2 separate regions of the Mus musculus genome follow, and region 1 is linked to region 2. Evidence: chromatin contacts called from public HiChIP or PLAC-seq data. All regions are on one chromosome and are shown on one strand. The core of a region is the stretch at or near the end of the contact, and the rest is flanking DNA. Distances in the headings are between cores, read along the strand shown.

What was found. HiChIP or PLAC-seq counts read pairs in DNA pulled down with a chosen protein or histone mark.
Region 1: a contact with region 2 is called in an H3K27ac HiChIP or PLAC-seq map of neural progenitor cells, with 2.5 times the contacts expected there. The contact joins the promoter of Lnclep here to the enhancer-like site in region 2. A contact is called at or near these places in 1 of 39 promoter capture datasets (liver), 1 of 15 datasets of contacts at CTCF or cohesin (embryonic stem cells), 20 of 484 Hi-C or Micro-C datasets (the N1E-115 cell line, Sertoli cells, brain and 8 more) and 9 of 115 datasets of contacts at active chromatin or transcription factors (embryonic midbrain, embryonic stem cells, kidney and 1 more).

What each region holds. Positions count from the first base shown.
Region 1 is chr6:29,029,277-29,035,547 of GRCm38.p6, reverse strand. It overlaps Lnclep (a long non-coding RNA gene), which reads right to left and starts at 4,594. Exons shown (of 2, transcript XR_377380.2): 1 at 3,086-4,594.
Region 2 is chr6:28,977,661-28,983,188 of GRCm38.p6, reverse strand. No RefSeq gene overlaps it. Among named protein-coding and RNA genes, the nearest start is that of Gm38779, 14 kb to the right of the region's middle. Within about 2 kb of position 2,093, at least 115 of the 459 cell types and tissues checked have an H3K27ac peak or open chromatin away from gene starts, as enhancers often do. A contact at or near this core is called in the N1E-115 cell line, brain, cerebellar granule neurons and 6 more, where this site is marked.

The DNA of each region.
Region 1 (6,271 bases), core at 3,345-5,844, 50 kb before region 2:
CCCCTTGCTCATTCCTCTCATGGTCCCGGACTCAGTGTACAGATTTTAAGCAGGGCCAGGGTATGATCTCGGATCTGGATCAAAACAAAGGTTGACTCTACCCATCCTGTCTCCATCCCCACCCTCTGCCCCCGCCCCGACTCCATCTCACAATTTTACTTCCATTTTCACATATAACCCCTGAGCATCATCCACAATGTTTAATGGATACTTTCATAAACTAAACAGAAGAATCACCCATCTTCTAGAGATCAGAGTTACTTGATGGCCGTGGGAATTCTCTTAGGAGCTAGGTCTACAAGAGAAAAGGGAATCCACAGTCAGAGTCAGAGCGATGGCAGCTCCCGATGCTGCCCAAGCTTGTGCTGGGTGCTCTATCTGGACTGGCCATTTGTCTGTCTGTCTGTCTGTCTGTCTGTCTGTCTGTCTGTCTATCATCTATCTATCTACAAAGGTTATAAGGCATCAAAGGCTACCTCCTGTCTGACCTGAGTGGCACACCCCAGGGAGCTTCCCTCCAGAGGCCAAATTGAGGAGTCTAAAGGGGCAGAGCAGAAAATGTTTATAATTCCAAGTTCATGACCAGGATGTGACATTTCAGGGGGAAGATGGTGATCAATTAGCACCTTATAGAATGCTGGATTTAATAGAAATCTTTTTTTTAAAGATTTGTTTATTTATTCTATGTATATGAGTACACTGATGCTGTCTTCAGACACACCCAAAGAGGGCATCAGATCCCATTACAGATGATTGTGAGCCACCATGTAGTTGCTGGGAATTGAACTCAGGATCTCTGAAAGAGCAGCCAGTGCTCTTAACCACTGAGCCCTCTCTCCAGCCTCTTAATAGTAATCTTTAAGACCAATAGGAAAGAAAGAGAGAGAGAGAGAGAGAGAGAGAGAGAGAGAGAGAGAGAGAGGGAGAGGGAGAGGGAGAGGGAGAGGGAGAGGGAGAGGGAGAGGGAGAGAGAGAAGAAAAAGAATACTGGGTTTAAGACTAACCAAATTCACTAACTCAAACAAAGGTTGGTACAGCACCCTGGACCTTGATGGTTTCCACAGCAACAAGCACAGTGAGGGAAAGGCCATACCAGATTAGAATGGCCCCCTCCCTGCTTTCCCCAGGCCAGGCTTAGTTGGAAGGAAAGATGTGCTGGTGGGTAGGATGAGGGGAGGGGAGGGACTCCTCAGTCCCTTCCTGTCTTGTGGACACTCTGCTGCTCTCTCTTCTTTATAGTTCACTTTCCAGAATATTCCTGGATCCTGGCTGAGCCCGCCAAAGGAGTCCTGATACTACTAATAAGCTGATTTAAGAGAGGAGTTTAGCCCACCAGACCTCAGGGAGAGGCCTCAGCTGGAGCGGCAGGATAACAAGCTGCAAAGAGTCTCTCGCTACGCTGCCTGCTCCTTGTATTTTATATGTGGAAGGCGTCCGTGATCATTCCCATAGGTAGCCCCGGCCTTTCCTCTGGCTGTGGAAAAGCTAAATTGTAAATGGCATCCTCAGGGGCTGTTCTACCTTTTAGAGTTTCTGTGAGCTTGGGGCAGAGGACACAGAGGACTGCACATGCTCACTGACCCCTGGGGTCCTTGGTCAGGGTCTTCTATAATATCTGATTTCATTTGAAATGTCAATAATAGATTACTCCTTTTTATTATACTTCCCCCACCCCCACATTCACACCTCTCTCTCTCTTCCTTTCCCCACCCTCCCATCTCTAGCTCTATTTTGTGGAATACATAAACTTGAAATCATCCTAATTGAACATCTGCGTATGAATCCTGGGTCGCATGTTTCATATTAAACCAATATTGTGAGCAAAGAGGTTAGGTTTGCCCAAAATGAGGTCCTAATGAATTTGCTCACGGTCAGCAAGTGTTAAGATTCTACCTCAGTTCCTTCTAAATTCGAAATCTCACTTTTTTTTTTATTACTGTGTCACTATGTTATATAAAACATTGTACTAGTCAGCACAAAATTAGCTTGTGCTGCAGTTACAAGTGACCCCCCAGATCGTAATGGCCTATAATCATGAAGTGTGACTTCATCTTCCAGAGGCTGTGTGACTGACATGCTGCATTGATAGGCTTGGGGCTCTGCTCCACATTAACCCAGAACTCAGGGCTTACAGCATCCCAGGCTGCCACCAGTCCCTGTCCTGGCAAGAGAGGGTGCTCCGAGCAGTCTAACGCCTGCAGTGGAATGCTCTATCATTGGGTTGAAATAGACCATTTCTACCATAACTCAGTGGCCTGGATATTACAGCGCTCTTTTGCACCACAGGAGGGAGGAAATACGAGCTCGCAGGCTGAGTACCCAAAGTCTCTCATGAACAGTATTAAACTGGCCATGATTGATTGGTACAGGAATGGACACCCAAATACTCAATCTATACTGCATCACACCCCATTCCCTTCCTCATCGATGAACAGATCATGGTGGAATGTTTCTTTTTAGAGCAAGGATCAGCATAATGAGCAGGCCCTTTGTTCCATGTTCTTCTGAACTGCCTTGTTTACCAGCTGTCTTGCTAAACCTCAGCCTATGCCGGTAGCAGGCTGTTTAGGCCGGGTTATTCTAGAGCTTGGATCTTTAGTGGTTTAATGTTTAAGGATGCATCAGGGGCTTCCGATGGCCAGCCTGCGGCTGCTTCCGATGACAGATATCCATGCGTATGGCTCGTGACACTCTTCCCGTGGCATCCAGCAGAATTGGAGCTCCAAGCAGACCTGGTCTGCCAGTTGCAAAACGTCTTCCATACAAAGAGGCATGTCAGAATGCAAGCAACCGTCTGGGCATCATTACGGGGTTATGTGGAATCTGTTCTAATTGATTAAAACCAGGAAGATCATCAATCATTCGAAAGCCTCGACAGTTTGTTATTAGGTAGCCACTTGCCTATGACACACCTCAAAACTGCTCCAGGCATGCAGCATGTTAGGACACCGCTGTGGGAAAAACCGCTGGTCACGATGATGCCAGAGCCGCCAGTTGTGAAATGAAAACCAATGCCAGCTAACTAATTGTTTCAACTACCCTGTGCCAAAGAATCGATTGGGGAGAACATTTTGTCCACACTCACCCGATTGGCTTGGTGGTCTTGGTCCTGTAGAGATGCAGCCGGAGTATCAGGAATGTGGGCCTAGTGTCAGGTATCAGAATTCGAGGCTGGAAGGAGCCTCCAGAGAGAGAGTTTCATGCATTCCCTTCATGTCACCAACAAGGATCAGAGGGAGCAGCCAGGCTGCTGAAGGGCGCGCCACACAATTGTGGACTATTGTTTTCAGAAAGAGGTCAATGAGGGCACATCTTTGCCCACAGCATTTTTAACATTTTCGCAGCTATTTCAGAATCACGGTGCCCACTGAATGGCATTGCGTACTTTCTAAAAGTAGACAAGAATTTGAGAAACACCCCGTGGTGCAACTGTTCATTGCTTAAACCTACTGCTGACTCATTTGCCCTTCGATACTTCTTTACCAACATCGGTGGTGGCATCTGCTAGTTACTACCCCCTCCAAGTCTTAGTCTCCCTTGTTGGGCCGGGAATCAGGATGCAGTGACCTCACTTCCCCGAGTCCTCATTGGCTGGTGGGTGGGACTCTGAGGGTGAGGTCCTTGAAGGGAGCTCTGGGCACAGAGGTAGGCCCCCTGCCCTCCAGACTGGACTAAGTCATCTGTCACCCAGGGTGTAGACTATTCGGGCGTGAGGAGGGTCTGTGGCCCAGGGAAGCGAAGGTTCTCAGGCTTCATCTTTTCAATCAAGGCCAAAGGATCCCTCTAAACAAACCCCCTAAGGTGTTAAGGAGGAAACAGATGTTATTGGCAATATTCACAAACCATTCACAAGACCCTCTGGGATGACGTCTTCTTCACATTAACTCAACTGTGAAACTCCTTCATTCACTTGAACTCTCTGCCTCTTGAAAATGTCTTCCCTCTGAGAGAGGCAATTTGGTTGTGGTCCCTTTAACCACTCCTCCCCATTCCCAAGTGCAGTTAAGAAGCGCTGATATCTCAGGGCTTCAAGGGGGTGTGGGGAAAGGAGTTCCAAACCAGGGCTCTGTCTGGCCCTGAGGCGGAGGCGTGGGCTCGGGAGCCAAGAGCTAGGCTCAACACTGTCAGTGCCCAGCCCAGACCCTGGCAGTTATCCATCCTCACAGGCTCAGCGCAGGAGCAGTCTTTGGCATGCAAAGAGGACTCTTGGGCTTGGGGCCAAAAGCCAGCCCTTTACCCTAGATCAGCACAGGGAGTGGCCCCACCCTCGGAGAATGCACCTCTTTCCTTGTTTTCTGGGTTGATGTAGCTTAGAGAAATATTTGGGGCTTCGTAGGGGTAGGGGATCTGGGACTATGGAATTACAGGGTAACATCTTCCTCTCACAACAAATAGAAGGGAGGAGAGGACCCACGGTCTGAGAGTGGGTGGCTCTCTTTCCTGGACTTGATAGATTGTTTAAAAAGATATTGTGGAAGCTTGGCCCTTACCAAACCTTTTTTCCACTTGTTTTTATTACAAACTACAGACACACACACACACACATACACACATACACACACACATACACACACACATACACACACACACATACACACACATACACACACACACATACACACACACACACATACACACACACACACATACACACACACACATACACACACACATACACACACACATACACACACATACACACACACACATACACACACATACACACACACACATACACACACACACACATACACACACACACACATACACACACACACATACACACACACACACATACACACACACACACACATACACACACAAACACACACACACATACACACACACACATACACACACACACACACACACACACATACACACACACACACACATACACACACACACACACTATCAAGTGTTCCTTTGGGGCCACTAAGTTCAGAGTCTCGAAAACTCTAGAGGTGAAAGAATTCACAGCTGAAGAAATTAAGACTTTAAGGGAAAGTAGACTCAAGAGAACAAGGCCGGAATTAGATTATCCTTATAGCCGATTTTGGTTCAGGGAAGAACACAATCCAAGAACACACCAAATAAAGGACATTTTAGGGTGTGTCCATGACAGTTGCTCTTCTTGGGCTGGGACCTGAGAAGTAACTTCAGGTGCTGTCACTCCAGTGCTAAGCGAAAAGCTTCTATTTAGTTAACATTAAGTTCTTTAGCAATGACACGTGCTTTCTCCACACCCTTCACATCTACAACTTTAAATACCCTTTCTTCTCTAAGCTGTATATTTTCATCTGGCCCTTATCCATTTTTTCTGTTCTCTTTCTGTGAACCTGTTGAAAAGAAGTGGGCACTAACCATGCCACAGACTAAATGGTAGATTGTCTAGAAATGTCCTCTGCCAAACAAATCAGCCCACTGGCTTTGAATTCAGCCTCAAGCTCTCGGGACAAGAAGAGTGTAGCCACCTTAATCTGCCAGGATGTAATAGAATGGCCTCGTGTTCTGTTCCTGATAAGCCTTTGTCGCCCTCTGAAACATCATCAGTCAAAGCTTCACTACCTATGTGTACTGGACAGTTTTATGTCAACTTGACATAAGCTAAAATATCTGAGGCAATCACCTCAAGTAATTAAATGCCTCCATACGCCTGGTCCTGGTCTATAGGCAGGCTTAATAGGTCGTTTTCTTAATTAGTGATTGAGAGAGGGTCCAGTACATTGTGGGTGTGTTCATCCCTGGGCTGGTGGTTCTGGGTTCTGTAAGGAAGCAGACTGAGCAAGCCACAGGGAGCAAGCCAGTAAGCAGCATCCCTCTATGGCATCTGCTTTAGTTCCTGTCTCCAGTTCCTGCCCCGTTTGAGTTCCTGTCGTGACTTCCTCCAGTGATGAGCGGTGCTGAGGAATTGTAAGCCCGATGAACCCTTTCCTCCCCAAGGTGCTCTGGTCATGGAGTGCTGTTGCAGCAATAGAAACCCTAACTAGGACAGTATGTTTCTAGCAGTTCCTGGTCTTCCACCCTCCCACCAGAATAACCATTTAAGCTATGCTGTATTATGTAAGGGCTTTAGCTCATTGGTCCAAACTCTTCCAAATTCCTCCTGCAAGCTAGTTCCAAAAGCCTAAAGATCCCATGGCCAAGCAGTCGCAGCAGTAAGAAAAGACAGCCATGGGAACAGATCATACTGTGCCCACAGCCAGAAAACAGAGAGCCTTGTATTCTGGTGTTCACCTGGCCTCCCCATTTCATCCCCTTTTTATTCAGT
Region 2 (5,528 bases), core at 844-3,343:
ATAATCAATTAATTAATTAACAAATGTATCCCTGGAAATTTCCTGGGAAGCCCAGAGCATACTCTTACAAGATCCTCCTTGAATATTATTCCATACAGAGCCCCGGAGTCCTGTGACCAGTGAGGGGCTGTGAATTTACCCCAGGCCTCAGACCCAAGGAGGCCTAGAATAGGAAAAGAAGCAAAAGAGGGGGTGTGAGACTGGGGAGGGGGTGTCTTGAGGACTCCCCATTCCCACTCTTCTGCAGTCAGTAGTCTGGCTTGCCTTTCAGGGAGTGGAAATCTCATTTTATTCATTAAAATAATTGAAGTGAGAAAAGAGAATGGTGGCAGAGCAGGAGTTCTTGGCTACCTGACACAGAAGACTCCTCCTGTATGGTGTACCTTGCGAGGCTGGGAGAAGGATCTGGAATTGGGTTCTGGAGCTAGTTAGAAGCTAAAAAGGCCCCGGCCAGGAGAAGTAGGCTGGGGCCGGAGATTGCGCACTCCTAGGCCTGGCTCCCAGAGTTGGCAAGGGGGAAAAAAAAGAGAGAGAGAGAAAAGGCTAGGCAGGTGCAAGCCTGGCGCTGTCCACGCCGAGGTGCTGAAATCGGAGAGCAGCGGGTCTAAAAGGAGGAACCCTGAGAAGGTTGTGCTTCCGCCACAAGTTAGAGGGGGCGGGTAGAAAGGGATTCCCTCTCGATCCCCCCTCCTTCTACTTATCCTCAAAGAAAGCGCACGAGTTAGTTGGGGCAAGAAGACAGGTTGGGCTTTGAGAAGAATGCAGCAATCTGATGCTGTGGTCAGCTTGGGGAAAGCTGGCCAGGATCCCCCTAGGAGCAAGGTGCAATCTGGACCAACAATCGGAGAAAGGATTCCTGCACTCAGGAAAGATGCCACGAATACATAGCAAGGAAGGATACGTAAGGCGTTCCCATGTACACGGGTGGCACAGACACATTTGCACATAGACCCCCGTGGGTAGGTGCACACACACCCTGTGGGCACACCAAACACACTCAAGCAGTTCTGTTCTCCCTCTTTAAACAACACTGGCTCCCACCAGGTTACAAAGTACCTCTCCAGCCTAGCATCACCTTGGCCTGTATGGCCTGGATGTCCCTCCCGCTTTGTGTCTGGGCCTCAGATGGTGACCCCAAGGGAGGCATAATCAGGAAGGAAGTTCCAATTCTAGTCTGAGACCAGGGAAGATGCTAAAGTAGAGCAGTCGGCTCTTGGGCCCACAAAAAAAGGGGTGCCACAAGCGAAGAGTGCCTCCTAAGACACCGCTTCTTCTTCTTTCCCCAGACGCCCATTTATGGTGCCAGGACAGTAGAGGAGAGTGGATGGAAATGTGTCTCCCTCCCAAACTGAAGACACCCAGAGGACCAGCGCGTACCTGTGCGTGGGAGGCCCCACGAGGAGCCTCCTCAGAGTGTCCGGACCTGCTGGCTCCTCGGGCTCCCCTTGGATAGAGGTGGTTTAGGAGTGGGGGTTACCCTGCTTGCCCTCCACACGGCCTCCTGGATGTCCGTGGGTAACGGAGAAACTCCGTTCCGGGCAGCGGGAAGTTACCCGTGTTAGAGCGCTGGGAGGGGGGTGTCCTCCGGTCTCTGGGCTTGGCCAGGGCTGCTGCGTCCCCGCACCCACCGCCCTCACCACCTCGCTGGCACCCTCCCGCCCGCAGACTGCGCGGAGCCTGAAAGCCGGGAGCCCGCCCGCCCTCCCGGAGAGTCTGCTGCTGACCTGCATTGACGTCATTGCGTCATTAGGTTTCCCCTGGAAACACTGGCTCGCCCGAAATAGTAACACATTAATTCAGGCCGGGGGAGCAGGAGAGACTGTTTGTAACCCTGCAGCTAACTCTGCGCGCGAGCGAGCGCGCAGCAGCCCCCACCCCTCCCGAGAGCAGCGCCGGCAGCGCTCACGTACTATTTTGAGAACAAAGGAAGGCAAATTTATAGAATCCCAGAGAGAAAAGAGAGAGTGCGGGGGACGCCGAGACCCTCTCAACTTGCACGCGCAGACACCCGCGGACACACACACTCACACACACACACACACACGTGTGCGAGCCACACTGGGTCTCTCTACCCTCGAGTGGGCGGGTCCCGCGTTCAGGCTCTTTCATGGACCTGCTGTGCTGTGCGCCAGAGTCCCGGTGCTCCGGATAGGTTCGAGTCAGAATTTAACGTCCTACTGGGTTTGAAGGATTAACTTCCTCCCACCACCCGCGACTCAGTACCGCAGGTTGGTCTCCACACCATCCTTCCCCGCTAGGGTCTAGCGCACGCCTGGGGCCAGAAGCAGGGACACCCTGCCCTTTCTCCTCCAGCTGTGCTCCGCCCTGTGAGTGGAGGAAATCCTGCAGGGATCCATTCTACCGCCTGAGGTTCACCCCACCCCTGGGCGAAGGATAGGGCTGGACTACATAGGCCTATGGTTTAACAGGACGCCTTCTCTTAGAAGGTCGACTGATTTGGGAAAGTCTGGGGACACGATTGCTGTTCTAAGTACCAGAATCCTTGAGGCCAGAAAGTGACCAATTTCTCTAAGAGTTAGTTGCTTCCGACTCTACTTCTGGGACAAGCAAGCAGAAAGAAGCTGGGGGTGGCTGGGAGCAGGCTGTCTAAGAGGGAGTCCCCGACCTCAAAGAGTAGTGTCTGCTCTTCCCTATCTCAGCCCTTGATTCAGTCTTTTCCCACCAGATCAAAATAGCAAACGCCTAGCCAATCGGAGGGGGGCCCGGGGGGGGGGGGGCGAGCTGGACTGCAGAGCTCTGCCAGAGCAAAAGGCCAGAGCGCAAATCCTGCCAGGGCTGTGTGAGCTGCGGGTACTGCGGGTGGATGGGAGGTGGGGAATGGGGCGGGGCATCGAGATGACCCGCCTTCCCCTTTCTCGGGAAAGCTCTCAGGAGCCTAGTGAAGAACATCCAGAGGTCTGTGTTTCAGTCCTCTCTAACGTTTCCTCACCTCTGCTCACTCTTACGAGAGAAGTGTGTGACTTGTCTCCCAAGGTTCTGTCTGCCTGTTCCTGAGGCCAGAAGCCACCTCTCCCTCTGGACTTTCACGTGTCACCTGTGTCCAGGTCGTTTCCTCTTGACCTCAGCACCTCATTAGCCACAGAGATGAAAAACCAAATCAAACCAACCAACCAAACGATCAAAACAAAACAACAACAACAACACAACAAAACAAAACAAAAAACCCTAGCTGTCCCTAACAAGTAAGAACCAGACTAAGAATAATATGTGTAACAAACAGGTCTGATCTGGCCCCTGGGAAGCTGTGTGGCCTTGTCTTTTCATGTCCCTTTCCCTCCCTGAGCCAGGGTGCCCTTGACTGTAAAATGAGGCCACAGTCCCTTGTTTTCATTACTTTTTTTTTTTTCATCTCTCTGACGAAAGCACCTTATGGAAGGAGGGGCTTATTTTGGCTCGCAGTTTGAAGAAATGTTGTCCATCACAGCAGTGGGAGGGGCCACGAATCAGGAAGTGTAGGGCGGGCGGCTGCTGATGCTCTGTCGTCTTTCTCCTTTCCCACTTTTTTTCTGTGTGGAACCCAGATTTCAGGGTAGTGGCAGGCATATTCGGGGTGTGCCTTACCTCTCAGTTAAACCTCTCCGAAATCACTGTCAAGTCACACCCAGCAGCGTATTTCCTGGGCGATTCTAAATCCAGTCAAGCTGGTCACGATTATTAACCTTCGCACCCCTTCCCAGGGCTGGACTGTGAACACAGGAGAGGATAGCAGAATGTATCCTCTGAAGAAATGATGTGCCTCCTGCTCCTACCCAACAGTGGATTCTCTCAGCTATGAGTGAACCTACCTTCTCTGCCTCCCTGGCCCATCCAAAGATGATACTCTAGTCTTTCACTCCATGGCATCCCTCAGCCTCTGTCTGAGTGCTCTGCTCCCCACCCCAGCTCCAGCAAAGCAGTAACGGAGTCAGATTCAAGTACAGGCAAGCAGTGGTGGTTGTAGTGGTGGTTGTGTGTGGTGATCTGGCTTTCTCCCTCCCTCTATGCTTATTTTCCAGCAGGATATTCACCAGGCCTATATGGTCTGGACATCTACCCACCGTCCCTCCCCTACCCAGAACTTCTGTCCCATTAAGCTGTGGCCTTCATCTGCTTGTCTGGCTCCCCGCCTGGACCACTACAGGGACCAGAGCATGTGGTGCTCTCCTTCTGGCACAATGACCAACCTGTGCTTGTGAACAGAAATGGGTAATCCCTCTTTTGAACATTTGTTTCCATGTACCTCCTCCCCAAAACTTAGATCAAATTTTGACTCCATCTTGCAGGCCTTGATCCCCATGGTTAAAGGTTTTCATGTTATAAGTCTCTGACCACCAAGAAGGAGCTCTGGTTTTAGTCGTTTGAATGGCTATTCTCTAAGGAAAGAGTAGAGCTTTCTGAATACATCTCTTAGAACTGGAAGTGGATCTTACCTGTTAGGTCCAAGGCCTGCCACAGCCCTGCCCCACTTCCTGTCTCCCCCCCCCCCCCCCGCCATCCTCCACCCTCAGTACCTTGCTGAGTGCATTTGCTTTTTGGCCGTCTTATTTCTCTGTCCCCCAAGAGATAGCCTTGGCAGTTTAATCCCAAATAAACCTTTCTTTCTGTCCATAGAGTGGTCCAGTTCAGTGGCTTCGATGTGCCCCTGATTTACATTCCCCTCCTCCTCCTCCTCCTCCTCCTCCTCCTCCTCCTCCTCCTCCTCCTCCTCCTCCTTCTCCTCCTCCTCCTCCTCCTCTTCCTCCTCCTCTTCCTCCTCCTCTTCCTCCTCTTCCTCCTCCTCCTCCTCCTCCTCTTCCTCCTCCTCCTCTTCCTCCTCCTCTTCCTCCTCCTCCTCCTCCTCTTCCTCCTCCTCCTCGGGTTCTACATGGCTCAGCTACGCCAGCAGGCACACAGTGAGTGCTCAGGAAATGGCTTCCAAGCTGAGTTTTGCAGGCTACACACCATCTGTGCACAGTGCATCACCTGAGAAAGCCAGTGGCGCTGCTGGTGGTTGTGGGTTTCCACCAGCCACTAATTAAGTTAAATCAGCCACTGATTTAGGCCTTTATTAGCTGACCAATGATTACACTGGGTGTTCAGGATCCTAGTGTAGCTCTAAGCCTTTCTCGGGATAAGCCTTTAAGCCTAAAAACCACGTTCTGGGTTGACATACTTCAGTTAGCAAGAACAGTTAGCCAGAAGCAGAACTACGGAAGCCAAACAGCAAGGTTAGCGCATTTAGAGACTTTCCCTAACAATGGACTTTGATGGATTGGGCCTTTGTTTTAGTTTTTGGCAGGAGGTGCTCTCTGCGTGCTGAGTTTCACAGCCTGAATGGTACTTTGATCATGGAGTCGGTTGTGCTAAGGTCTGGGGCCCTACTAAGGCCTGGGGGTTTGTCACACTGACGATACTTCTGCAGGCCTGTGCTGGAAGAGACCTTCTGGGAGCTAGGATGCATCTTAGGCTTCTCAGCCTATTCCAGGACAGCATCTCTGCTACTTTTCCTCTACCCCGAGTGAGACTGCATAGTGTGCTTGTCAATATGT